2 separate regions of the Mus musculus genome follow, and region 2 is linked to region 1. The links are chromatin contacts, called in public Hi-C maps. All regions are on one chromosome and are shown on one strand. Each heading gives the region's core, a stretch centred on a gene start, on an enhancer-like site or on the middle of the called end of the contact. The rest is flanking DNA. Distances are from core to core; before and after follow the strand shown. Region 1 overlaps Plcl1 (phospholipase C-like 1). Region 2 overlaps Plcl1 (phospholipase C-like 1).

Region 1 (3,396 bases), core at 401-2,900:
ACCAGAACACATGGAGAGGAGAAGGCAGCAATCTGGGCAGAAGAGATCCATCAAGGGAGGACAGCAGAACTGGGAAGGACAATGGGAGAGGAGGAAGAACAAAACCAAAAAGAGAAAGTAACAGACTATAAAAAAAGAAAAAAAAATCAATTGTTTACTAAATGAATTATTTAATGCAAAATTTAAATGTATTTGATGATTTTTAGAATGTAAAACTCCAGTATAGTAAAGAATATTGGAGAACATAGAACATAGAATTGATTGTACTTTTACAATACAAACCCCAGTATATGAGGAACCATTTGAGAGCACTGTTCTTATTTTTAGCTGTTTTTATGTTATTTACTTGTTTCCAATGGCCTTGGATCATGTTCTCGCACGTTCATTACCTTCTCCTATCTATCTCCCTCTTCCCTCCTGCTGCTCCCTGACTCTTCTCAAACCTTCACCTTTTGCTTTTCACGGATGCATTCTCTAATCCAGATCTCATATGAAAAGGAATGATAGTATCTGTCTTTCTATTCCTGGTTTATTTCCCTTAACTCACGTTAACCAGTCTCCAATTTCATCCAATTTCCTGAAAGTTACATAATTTCATGCCAAGTAATGTTACCAAATAACACTCCACTGTGTGTGTGTGTGTGTGTGTGTATACACTGTCTTTATTCATTCATCTGTTGATGGGCACCTAGGCTAATTCCATAACAGTGCAGAGGATACCCTGGTGTCTCTGTAGATTCCTTGCAGTGTATGTACAGGAGTGGTATAACTGGATCATATGGCAGATCCATTTCCGGGTTTTTGTGAAATCACCTTACCGACTCCCACGGTAGCTGAACTAATTTACATTGCCACCAGCAGTGAACATGGGTTCCATCACCATGCTCTGTACATCCTGTCCAGCTTTTGTTGTATCATTGGTAATCACCATTCTGAATAGAGCAAGACGAATCTTCATGTCCTTTCGGCTTGTATTTCCTTGATGGTTAAAGATGTTGATTTGTTTTTTTTTTTTTTTTTTTTTTTGTACTTATGGGTAATTTGTACTTCTTCTTTTGGCAACTGTCTGATCTATTTGCCCATTTATTGACTGAGTTTTTGGATGGCTTTTTACTTTTTAATTTTTTTATATAATATGGATTTTTAACCTCCAATTGATTAAAACGCTGGCAAGGCGTTTTCTTCTGTTCCGTAGGCTGTCGAGTTTCTCTGGCAATTGTTTCATTTGCTGTGCAGAAGCTTTTCCAATTTCATGGAATCCTGATTATAAATTTGTTATCATTTCCTGAACAGCTAGAGTAACATTCCAAAACTGTGCCCATGCCTACATCTTCAAGTGTTTTTCCTTCGTTTTCCTCTAGCCATCCTAAAGTTTCAAGTTTTACATTAAGAAAACAATACGTTTTATATTATTGCTTTTTATGCAGAGTGAGAACTATAGATCTAGTTTTACTTTTTTTGCATATGGATACCCAGGCGACCTGCCACCATGCTTTGGGAACTTTGTGGGCAATCCAGGGGCCGAGGCTGCAAAGGTTTACTTCTGAGTCTTCTATTGCATTGGTCTCCATCTCTTTATGCCAGTCACAGGATGGTTTGCTACTTTGGCTCAGAGCAGAACTTGAAATCAGCAGTTGTGGTACTTCAACATCAAAGCAGAGCTCTTGGGGCTGACTAGATTCAAATGTCAGCTCCAGAAATGACTCATTAGCTGGGTGAGTAAGACACAATTTGATTCCTGAGGAACTTTAAGGAGAGTTTCTGATACATCAGAAAAAAAAAAAAACTATTCCTTCACCGTTACTTACTATCTACCTAACCGCAAAGGGTGAGGGCCAGCAGACTCACCAGAAGTATAGGATAACTGGTTAAATTTAAATTTTATTTAAACAGTGAACAGTAGTTGTACGAGGCATACACTAAACTACTATGTGTTGTTTAAATGAAATGTAAGTTTCACTCTGCGTCCTGTACTTCATCTGGCAACCCAAGTGTAGCACTTCTCCTAATACTAGCTACTTTTCCTTCCTCTACTAAGCAAGCACACCATAGCAGTAGCATCAGAGGTCATGCTTTGTGCTGCGTGGCATGTCATTACACAGTCAGCTAGCAGCCCTTGTGAAGAATGGAAATAGATTTAATAGAATTTCTAACTTTTGAAAGGAAGTCGTAACTATTTGTAGAACTGTTTCAGGATAGTCAAAGACTCTCTGTTCCCATCTGTTCTTGATGTTTCTTCAAAGGACATGAATGTTTTCAGTAGCTGCTTTTACACAATTGGAGATGGTTAGAATATTTAATGATGAAGCTATGCACATACTTATAAAACTGGTCACAGCAAATTCACTCTCTGCCCATACATACACATTTAACATCACAATGTGGATTTTTAAATAAAGTTCCAGGACATGACAATCCTGTGAATTTTAACAAGATTTTATCTAAACTTCCACCTTAGGGACCAGAATAATCACTCACAGTTAAGAGCACATATTGCTCTTGTAGAAGACTTGGGTTGGACAACCAGCACCCATGTAGTGGCTCACAACCACCTCCAACTCTAGTTACAGGGGTTCCAATGCCCTCTTCTGGCTTCCAAGGACACTGCATGCATGTGGTAAAAATAAACTCAGGCAAGCACACACACATAAAAATAAATCTTCAAACTTCTAAATTAGCGTGAATGAATATTTTTGTCTGTACTTGATTTTTAAAGTATAATCATCCAAGCACTAAGAATTTTGAAGCCTCTGTTAAATACCATTTTATTTAATCAAAGATATATATTGAAATAAAAAAGAAAAGAAAACTTGAAACTTGACATTTTAATGTTCAATTTAAAAATATAAAGGGCATAAACAAAATGTTTTAAGCATTTCTTTTTTAGTGTCACTAAATTTTAGTTTGAACTCAAAGGTAATTTTGATCATTGAGAGACTTCAGCATAAGGAAGGTGTCTATGTAATGTTGACACCATTACAAAGCAACATCAGCCAATGAACCCGCGAATCTCTTGCAAGCTGCTTCACTAAATAAAACATCATTAATATGAATATCACCGAAACACTGATTGTTTTCCAAAGATCTATTTACTTCCAAATTAGAATAGATTTTCCAACCACAATTATTACAGCACAGCTGAGATCAGCATGACAAGCTTTTCTCTATCCATCTCTAAGCACGGCCTACATGACTCAGTCCCAAGTTATGAAGGGCTGTCATGTCAGACATAAAAGTTAGCAAAGTTACATTTTATGCTCCACTTTACAAATAACACATTTGTTAGCCTAGGATAATAAAAACATAGAGATTTGTCTACATAAAGAACAGAAAACAGCCCCTGTGAGTCACCATATTCCACTGACTAAAAGTCACAGTTTAAGGAAACTCTGTAGC
Region 2 (3,308 bases), core at 239-2,738, 98 kb before region 1:
TCCTAGGTGTTGGGGAGATGGTTCAGCAGCTGGCAGCACTCACTACAAATAGTGAGGACCTGAGTTCAAATGCTTGCTTATGCCTGTGACTCCGGCACTATGGGAGGGGGCTGGGCAGAGGCAGGAGTATCACTGGAAAGTGACTTGCCAGCCTAGCTCTGGGTTCAGTGAGAAACCTTGTCTGAAGAGAACATGCTGCCTCATGAGCCCTGTAACTCCAGTTCCAGGGTACCAGATGTTCTTTTCTATCCTCCTCAGGTACCAGGCATGAATGTGATTCACAAATATCCATGCAGGCGAATACTCATGCACGTAAAAATAAGTACTTCTTTAAAAATAATCCTGGATTAACCTGGAATTCATGTTTAAGGGAATTAGAGGCCAAAAAAAATTAGTTTTTTCCAGGTTTCTGGGAATAAAATAACTTGGTTCAATGTGCAGAACTGTGGGAACTCAGATGAGCAGGGTGAAGGATCGGTTTCAAACAACTGTCTACTTAGAGCCCATGAGAAAAGATAAAAACAAAACCAGAGGTTGCAAACAACAACACTGACCTTATAGTCAAAGGAAGAAGCTCTCCGAGCAGTGGTGGGGCTGAGCAGTGACTGGGAAAGCCCTTGGAGAGGAGGGGGCATTCCTTGAATATGTTAGTTGCTGCCCAAGAGGGATGACACAGTCCACTTCAAACTTAAAATAGTCTCTGAGGAGGGTACAGAGGAACAAAGCAAGGGTTCCTAAATATAAGTGCCTGGACATCTGAAGCTGCAGTTGGATAGAACCCAGAATTGAGCAACATGAAGCCCAAGATGCTGTGATCAAAAGCACTTGCCTTCCTGAAGAGATCTGCTAAACCCTTTTGTGTATATTACATCACCAAATCCGTTTAATCCTCGTCTAAAACCCTGTGCACTAAACATCACTAACCCCATTTTACAGGTGGCAAAAACAAGCCCAAAGGAAACATCCCAAAGAACACCAAGAGTCAAGCACAGGCCTGCCTCATCCTGACTCGAAAACGAGCTAGACAAGGACAGTAATTAAAGAGGAGGAAAGCAACCATGAAGAGCTTACTTCTGGACACTAATGGCTGAAGGTGACAAAACCAGCCTTAAGTATAAGAACTGACATCAGAACTGACATCAACTGGACAGAACCGACATCAACTGGACTTCTCCTTTTCCCAAAAAACAATTGCAACATCACACGACCCTTAGCAAAGGGCAGACAGCATAAACTGTATAAGCTGACTGCTACCAGCACAACTTTTCCCAAGAGAACTCCTCTCTCCAAAATTCCAGGCCACCATCCAAAATTCCAAATACCCTCCCAGAGAGGGAACTCTGAGGTAAACAGATCCCATTCTCAGAGTAACTGGGGAGCCTCTGGCTATGACTCAGGAAATTAGGCACTGCCTTGATTCATCTCTGCAGAGGCTGTTCTGAGGGTTCCCGGGACCACGAGCAGGAAGTGGGCCGGAAGAGATGAATAACTGTCACCCACAGATGGATGTGTGAGCATTCTTGAGGGGTGATAGAGGACACTCAGCAGGTGCTCAGGACACAGGGCACACAGCAAGCTTTACTTCCTCCAGCACATAGATTCAGTGCCCATGGCTGCTGCTTCTGGAAGGGAAAAACTTCAGGAATGAACTTTGAATAATACCTCCTCAAACCAGAAGAGGCAACAAAGGTTTCTGCAGCTATATATGGAAACACTCCTTGGCTCTGCCAAGTACCTAAAGCAAGACTCTGACGTATGAATCATGATCTAAACAACACATTCTGAGTTCAAAACAGTTTCTGAGAGGAAAAAGAGAGAGAGCAAGAGAGAGAGAGAGAGAGAGAGAGAGAGAGAGAGACCAGTTATGCAAATGTGTGCATACCTTTTGGAATAGAAGCCGTGGGAAATACATGTCATTTCCATTTCCTTGAAAGATTTACAGCGGGTCGGGGTGGCCCCTTGGTAGAGCACCTGCCCAGCATGAACAAGACCTAGTTTGATACCCAGCACCTCAAAATAAAATAATCTTCTATATGAGGATTGACAGAAGTTTCCCGTTGGTTGGGGGTTGGCCATTGGCCACTGGGATTTTCTATAAATTTACTGCTATAATTTTATGGTCTTAAATGACCATTAACTTCATTTTTTTTTTCAAAAAAAAGCAGTCATATTTATCCACATTGAGATAATTTTCTTAAAATAATTATAAGAATATCTTATTCAATAAAATGCAACACACTTTTACATAAACCTTGTTTTAAAATCTAGTAATTTTTAAGTGGGATATAAATTTTTAAAAAGCATTTTATAGAAAAATCCCTTTTCTACATGTCAAATGAACAGTATAATCTTTTTGTCCTAACATCAGGTGTCTAGTGTCACTAAATGAAGACGTGGTCAAGAAATACTTATCCTCTTAATTAACCCAGCTCAGGGAATTAAATTAGCATTTACTTCCAGCTGATCTGTAGGGAAATGTACCAGGAAGTCTAGCCATTGCAAGTGGATTAAATGAAGACCTGGGAGGAAGGCTAAGAATAACAACACTTAGAGTCAGTTTCTCCTGAGGCTTGAAGGCCACCACATGGGAGAAATGGTGGACTTCAGAACAGCTCCTAGCAGAGAAAGGATCATCAGACAGAGGTTAGGAGCAGACTTCATTGTCTGTAAGGAACTAAACTACCCTAGCATGCAAAGCTAGAGTGGGCATTCATTCTCCATCGCAAAAAAATACTTAAACAATAACTGCTAACTACCCAATGGGGATTCATCCATACTTTAAGCAGTGGGGGAATAAATCCCTATTCCATATTTGGTCATTCCTAGCATTTACTAATAATTATAATCTCCAAAAAGATGTCCTGTGTGGCCCAAATTCTCATGGCTAATTTTCTCTCCTGAGCATATTGTCTACTTTGGCTATTTCAGTGGAGGGCACCCTCAACCATCTACACAAGCCCCGAAGCTGGTCAGCATCCTGTGCGCATCTCTCTTTTCCTGTGTTGGGAATTGGTTCTAATGTTTTGTCTTATTTCAGCTCCCAAAAGCACATTTCCAGACCTAAAGGTTCCTGCCCCCCAGCTGCCATACAGCCAATGACTGGGCAAGGAGACAGGGCAGGGTGGGATTTTTAGATTGTGGGGACCGGGAGAAGGAGAGGGAGACGGGGGCAGAGAGACAGAGAGGGAGAGTGGGGGAGAGAAGAGAATCGTCACTATGGGGAAGCAGAAAGATGAAACTTAAAGGCCCACAAGGCATGTGAGAATCCAGGAAAGTGGCTGGGTCTAGAGTAGCAGACATGAAATATA

The links. A called contact is a pair of places that touch in the nucleus more often than the background predicts.
Region 2: a contact with region 1 is called in a Hi-C map of Th1 cells, with 4 times the contacts expected there. The contact joins two enhancer-like sites. A contact is called at or near these places in 11 of 484 Hi-C or Micro-C datasets (DN3 thymocytes, LSK cells, Th1 cells and 7 more) and 4 of 115 datasets of contacts at active chromatin or transcription factors (CD8 T cells, T-cell acute lymphoblastic leukemia and microglia).

The regions. Positions count from the first base shown.
Region 1 is chr1:55,429,100-55,432,495 of GRCm38.p6, reverse strand. The region is part of intron 1 of Plcl1 (phospholipase C-like 1); the gene reads right to left. Among named protein-coding and RNA genes, the nearest start is that of Plcl1, 25 kb to the right of the region's middle. Within about 2 kb of position 1,650, at least 19 of the 459 cell types and tissues checked have an H3K27ac peak or open chromatin away from gene starts, as enhancers often do. A contact at or near this core is called in Th1 cells, Th2 cells, adipose-derived mesenchymal stem cells and 1 more, where this site is marked.
Region 2 is chr1:55,527,146-55,530,453 of GRCm38.p6, reverse strand. All of the region lies in intron 1 of Plcl1 (phospholipase C-like 1), which reads right to left. Among named protein-coding and RNA genes, the nearest start is that of Gm39642, 16 kb to the right of the region's middle. Within about 2 kb of position 1,488, at least 122 of the 459 cell types and tissues checked have an H3K27ac peak or open chromatin away from gene starts, as enhancers often do. A contact at or near this core is called in Th1 cells, Th2 cells, adipose-derived mesenchymal stem cells and 1 more, where this site is marked.